2 separate regions of the Sus scrofa genome follow, and region 1 is linked to region 2. Evidence: chromatin contacts called from public Hi-C data. All regions are on one chromosome and are shown on one strand. The core of a region is the stretch at or near the end of the contact, and the rest is flanking DNA. Distances in the headings are between cores, read along the strand shown. Region 1 holds the start of IMMP2L (mitochondrial inner membrane protease subunit 2). Region 2 holds the start of IFRD1 (interferon related developmental regulator 1).

Region 1 (2,833 bases), core at 1-2,500, 790 kb before region 2:
GCTGCAGCTTCAGGCCTACACCCCAGCCACTAGGATTTTTACAGGAGTCCCCTTCCCAAATATGAAAGATCTTTGAGGGAGTTCCCTTGTGGGGCAATGGGTTAAGGATCTGGCATTATCACTGCAGCGGTTCAGGTCACTGCTATGGCACAGGTCTGACCCCAGGCCCCGAAATTTCCACATGCCCAGAGAGCAGGCAGAAAGAATGAAAGAACGACAGATCTTTGGGAGGGAAGAGAGGGAGCCAAGACTCCTAAACACTACAGTCTCAGAGACTGGTGGAGGTTAGCTCAGACATAGGGGCCTGAGACAAACAACATTCCAGAAAAGGGAAGGGTAATGAGAGTTTTCTGCCAGGTCAAGTGGCTAAAAGGGATCTATACCAGCTGTCAAACTCCCAGCCAACTCCAGGGCTCTGGAAACCCGAAACAACTCTTGGGCTTGGAGCCTGTGACCCGTGAAGGTGGGCTAAAGTTTCCCAATAACATGATAAAACTTGCTCCCAAGATCCCCCTAGGGCAGTTCTGGACCTCGTCCTCCTCTCCCTAGCGCTCTCAGAATTAAGTGCTAGCTTCTTCCACCCTTGACCATTCTTTACTTACCCTTTCTCCCGTTCTTCCTCGGTGAGAAGGGGTAAGTGGTTATTTTGTGCCCTCGCCCAATTTGGCCAAAACCCTAAAAAGTAAAAATGACAGAGACAAACACGTGTTTTAAAACCCTGACATTCAGGAACTCCCACCACCTGCCCAACACTTCCAGGCAGAAGGCAGCGCGTATCCACAGCGCTCCCTCTAGGCCAGGACTTGGGCCAGAGTTGTCCCCTTTGCTGGGGACAGAGAGCGCGATCTAAGGGCGCCTCGGCTCTGGGCTCCACGTTGCCTTCTCTAGGCTCCCGCTGCCGACCCGAGTTAGCGGGAGGAGGGGGCAGAGTCGGCCGCAGCGCCCGACCTCAGAGAAACACGCGCACGCACTCATGCTCGCGAACACCGCAGGACCTGCGGCCAAGCAGCCCTCCGCCTCCCAGCAACGCCCGCCCCCTCTGGGACCAGCTCCCGGGGAAGGGTCCCAAGCTCTAGGGACCACCAGGTGTCAGCCGGGGTGGCGCGCCGGCCCACCCCCGCCAACCTCAGAGCCTCCCACCCGTCCTGGAGCCCCCCACCCTCCGCACCCGCTGCGCAGCTCAGCCCAAGGGAAGTCCCCGCGCAGGCCCCGCCCTCCGCCGGCGGCAAGCTCCGCCCCCGCCCCCTGTGCGCGGGAGCCGGGCGAAGCTCCGCCCAGGGCGGTTAAGCGGCCTTCCCGGGCGCCTGCGCGGGTTAAGCCCAAAACCCGGCGTGGATCGACAACGGATCAAAATAACACTAACAGCAAGTCACTATTGAGCACTTGCTCCAAGCTCTGCACCATACTGAGGGCAGAAAGAGAAACAAGAGTTGAAAAACCTGTGAAACTGTGTCTTTACCCCCTCCCTTGTCTTACAGATGGGGAAACTGAGACCCCAGCAGTTGCTTTGGGTGCAAGGCCACAGTGGCAAACTGCCATATTAGGCTCTCCCTGTCGACTCCTCCTTACTGCGTTTTTTCTGCTGAAGTGGGCACAGGAAAACTATTGTTTTGCTGCTTCTAGATACGCCAAAGGGAGTAATCCAGAACAGGTGGTTTACTTTGGAGAAACTGGAATTTCATATCAAAGCTTTTGCCTTCAAACGGCACAAACTCTAAGCTGGGTTATTTCAACCTTCAAAGAAAGTGTAACCTAGAGCTACTTTTTTATACCCCTCTCCAAAATACGTCCCTGAGTATGTCTGTTTTTATTGTCCTTCTGGTTACTAACAAACTACTCTGCATTTTCAAATCATTTAACACAAATGTAAGTACCAGATGCTCTGGTATTTTGGTTTAAAAATAATTCTAAAGGTTTCAAAACAAACTCAGAGACTTAAATGGACATGAAGAGAGTAAAATTGCTCACCTGTGAAGGGGTTATGTACCAGTTTTTGTAGTTTTTCTTATTTGTCACTGAAGGAATTACTGTAAGGTAAGTTCTTATTTGCTAATGCTTAGGATTTAATTCCAAGGGCACTCAGCTAATAAGAGCACCCTCATCAAATAGCAATGGAAATCGATTTGTAAATTGGACTGGGACACCTTGGCACTAGTAATTAATAATTAATTAATAATTAACTTAGGTGGTCCTAAATTAAATAGATGGAATTTTGGGCTACTAGGAGCTGAGCAGCCTGGAATGGACTGTATCTAGAAAAACAGCAAAGACAGATATGTGTGTTTCTTAATTAAATGTTTATAAATAAACATACAAAAAGAGTTGCTAAATCTGACCAGCCTGTCACTAAGTTTCATCAAATGTACTTAAGAAGCTGAGACCATCTGAAAAAGCATAAAGTCTCTCCACTGGAGACAGTAAAAGATTTGTGGTTGACAAGGGTTATGATTGAAGAAGGGAAGAATAGGCAGAGCACAGAGAATATTGAGGACACTGAAAATATATTCTGTATGATATAGAATATATAGAATATATATAGAATGAATAACACCAAGAATGAATAACACCAAGAGTGAACCCTGATGTAAACTATAGACTCTGGCTAATAACGATGTCCCAGTGTGGCTCCATCAGTTGTGACAGATGTACCGCTTTGGTGCCGGGATGTTGATAGTGGGGGAGGCTGGAAAAGTGTGAGTTCTCTGTACTCTATGCTCAGTTTTGCTGTGAACCTAAAACTCTTCTTTAAAAAATCGTGGATTAAAGAAAAAGAAGGGAGTTCACCTAGTGGCTCAGTGGAAACGAATCGGACTAGTATCCATGACTATGTTGG
Region 2 (2,751 bases), core at 22-2,521:
CCCAGGCACCAGCTGAGGTCATGTGTGACTGGAAAAGAGCACATGAACTTCAGAGTTTTATGGTAATACTGATGGTTTTAGGGAAACCATGTATGAATTTGAGTCTTTGAATCTGGACATATGGGAAGATAGTAGTACTGTGAACATACACAAGGAAGGCAGGAAGAGAGAAATACAGTATTAGAGATGGTGGATTGAGGTGCATATGGAACATGCAGGTGTAAATGTGCTACAATGCAATTGAAAAGAAAATAAGAGAAGGAGCTCAGGAGAGAGGTGGAGTGGGGGATGAATCACCTACACTGAGGTGAATCAGTCACTATGGTCTGTCATAAGGATATGAGCTTAATAACAGGTCCTAGATACCTGACGAATGCAACAAGGAAGACAGAACTCTTAGGAGCACCTGGGAAAATAAAAAACACTGCGATTATTGGTATTCATAGCCCATGTTTGTTTTATCAGCTGTTAAGTTACCCAAACCCAATTCTTATCCCAGGCTGACCTCCTAACTGGCAGGCAGAATTGTCAAAAGGACACATTCTTGTACAGAAACCTGAATCGCCAGATCTTTCCGGTGCAGAATAGACGAAACACACGAACTACACGACTAAGTAGATTAAAGCACACCTTTCTGAAGGTTTGGGGGGCACAAGAGCCCTGAACCACAATTCAATGGTAGATACTGATGATCGCTAAACTAATAATTAAAAGACTAAAACCATGGGAACATTCCTAAGGAGGGGGTATGGCTGTGCCGGGGCAGAGGACGCAGGCAAGTAGGGGAAAGGTGAAGGAGAAGAACACGATCCTCTGGAGACAGACCAGCCACGCGGATTGCTTAGCTCCCAGTTGGAAGCGGGCTGTCGTCATCCAGCATACCCGCGGCATTGCTCACCATCCATGACCACCTTCGTCAATTCCAAGGCGGGGCTGCGGGGAGAGAAGGGAGGGGTTACGGGAAGGGAAGTGCGTACAAAAGCCAGTTGGGAGGAGCTGGGAGCCGGCTCCCCCGTGAGACCACATTTCCCAGACTTCAGAGCGGCAACTAAGCCTGGCTCCCTGGGCGCCGCTGGAAGACTTGTGGCATGGGATCGGTAGTCAACATCCTTCGGCCGCCCGAAGTAGACTTCGGTGGGGGGATCTATAGGGATTGGCTAGTGAGAGTTCGAGTCCCGCCCATATATGGTGACGACAGGCAGCTGTCTTGTACTTAAGGCGTCGTGGCCGCGACCGCCCCGCCTTAGCTCCTGCGCTAGAGAGAAACATGTATCGTTTCCGATCACAGCTCTTCACGGGGATTTCTGCTGCCGCCACCGCCCACTCTTACCCGCGCCGCTTCTCGCCTCTGTTGTTAGCCGAAGAATCGCCTCTCAGCCGCCCGCCGCACAGACGCACGAGTAAAAAGTGCAGCTCCATTGGCTGATCCTCGCTAAGCTCCGAGTTTAGGCGGCACCGGGCGTCCCACGATGCCGAAGAATAAGAAGCGGAACACACCCCACCGTGGTGGCAGTGGTGGCGGCGGCTCAGGGGCAGCCGCAACGACGGCGGCGACGGCAGGTAGGAGGGTATCCCCGCCACCGGCATCCCAGTTGCCGGCCGGGCTAGCGAGTCTCTTAGTCTTGGGCCCCGTGGGAGTTGTAGTTCTTTTCCTCTAGACGTTTGCGTCGGCGGGGCGCCTGGCGTGCCGGGGGAACTACACTTCCCAGTGTGCCCCGAGGGCCGTACCTCGCGCGATTTGGATCTGGCGTGCGACCCGAATTCTTGGGCACCCGCCTTGGGGGCAGGGAGGGGACGAATGGGTCCTTGGGATTGAGAGTGGGTCAGGGTCGAGGGTGACCGGGAGCTGGGAACTGTTCTCAAAGGCTGGTGTCTGTTCTCTAGATCACTCCCAGACGGAGGGGGCCAAGCTCGGAGTTGTGTCCTGCTGTCACTGGTCGTTTTTGACTACCCGGCTCCAACATGGAGTTCTCGGGAATGCCAAACGTCCGGCGGGTTTGGACCGGCTCTTGCGTCACGCGGCCTGGGCCTTGCGCGGTAGGGCAGGCGTGACGTGTAGGCGCCCGTGTGGCATCCCGTTCCGCTGCCTTCTTGCTCATCCCGCGTGTCCACGTGGCCCGGCGGAGATGTCGGATGCTGGGGGCCACTGTCCCAGCTTAGGCTCTGCTCCTACCCCTCCCTGACCCCGAGCCCCCAGCTCTTCTGTGACCAGTCGAGGTGACCTCTTGCTTCCCTGAGCCGAAACCTCGTCCTCCTTTGTGCAGTATTCTCTAGGTTCTCTGCTGGGAGCCCGTGTTAGGCGGGGGTGGGGGGTTGGGGGGTGGAGAGCTCAGATTGCAGTTGGCCAAAAGTTTAGGTTTTTGTCTTCTCTTTGCAAAGCTGAAGCTTTTCCCGGATGGGTAGGTGCTTACCTGAATTAATGATACATTATTCCTCACTGTACGGTTAAGAACAACGGACTGAAAGCAGAAATTCCTACGAGACACCGTACTAAAAACTAGTGTTAAACTGGGTAAAAGTCATCTCATTTAATCCTTTTTTGAGACTTTGAAATTAAATATCGGAATATTCTCAGGTGTTATCATATCGGAATACTAGCCATACAAACACAATATCCACTTTGACCCTCAGAATGTTGTGCAAGTAAATAGGCCAGTTTTCTTGTTAAAGTTGATTGGAAACTGGTATTTATTTAAAAAGTTTTCCTGTAGGATTTATAGCTGCACGAAAACTTGTGATCATGTATTAAAA

What was found. A called contact is a pair of places that touch in the nucleus more often than the background predicts.
Region 1: a contact with region 2 is called in a Hi-C map of liver, with 7 times the contacts expected there. The contact joins the promoter of IMMP2L here to the promoter of IFRD1 in region 2. A contact is called at or near these places in 1 of 5 promoter capture datasets (liver) and 2 of 47 Hi-C or Micro-C datasets (heart right ventricle and liver).

Annotation. Positions count from the first base shown.
Region 1 is chr18:34,005,258-34,008,090 of Sscrofa11.1, reverse strand. IMMP2L (mitochondrial inner membrane protease subunit 2) reads right to left here and starts at 1,250. Exons shown (of 7, transcript XM_021079089.1): 1 at 1,169-1,250; 2 at 603-675.
Region 2 is chr18:33,219,491-33,222,241 of Sscrofa11.1, reverse strand. It overlaps IFRD1 (interferon related developmental regulator 1), which reads left to right and starts at 1,271. Exons shown (of 12, transcript NM_001007519.1): 1 at 1,271-1,560. The coding sequence starts at 1,470.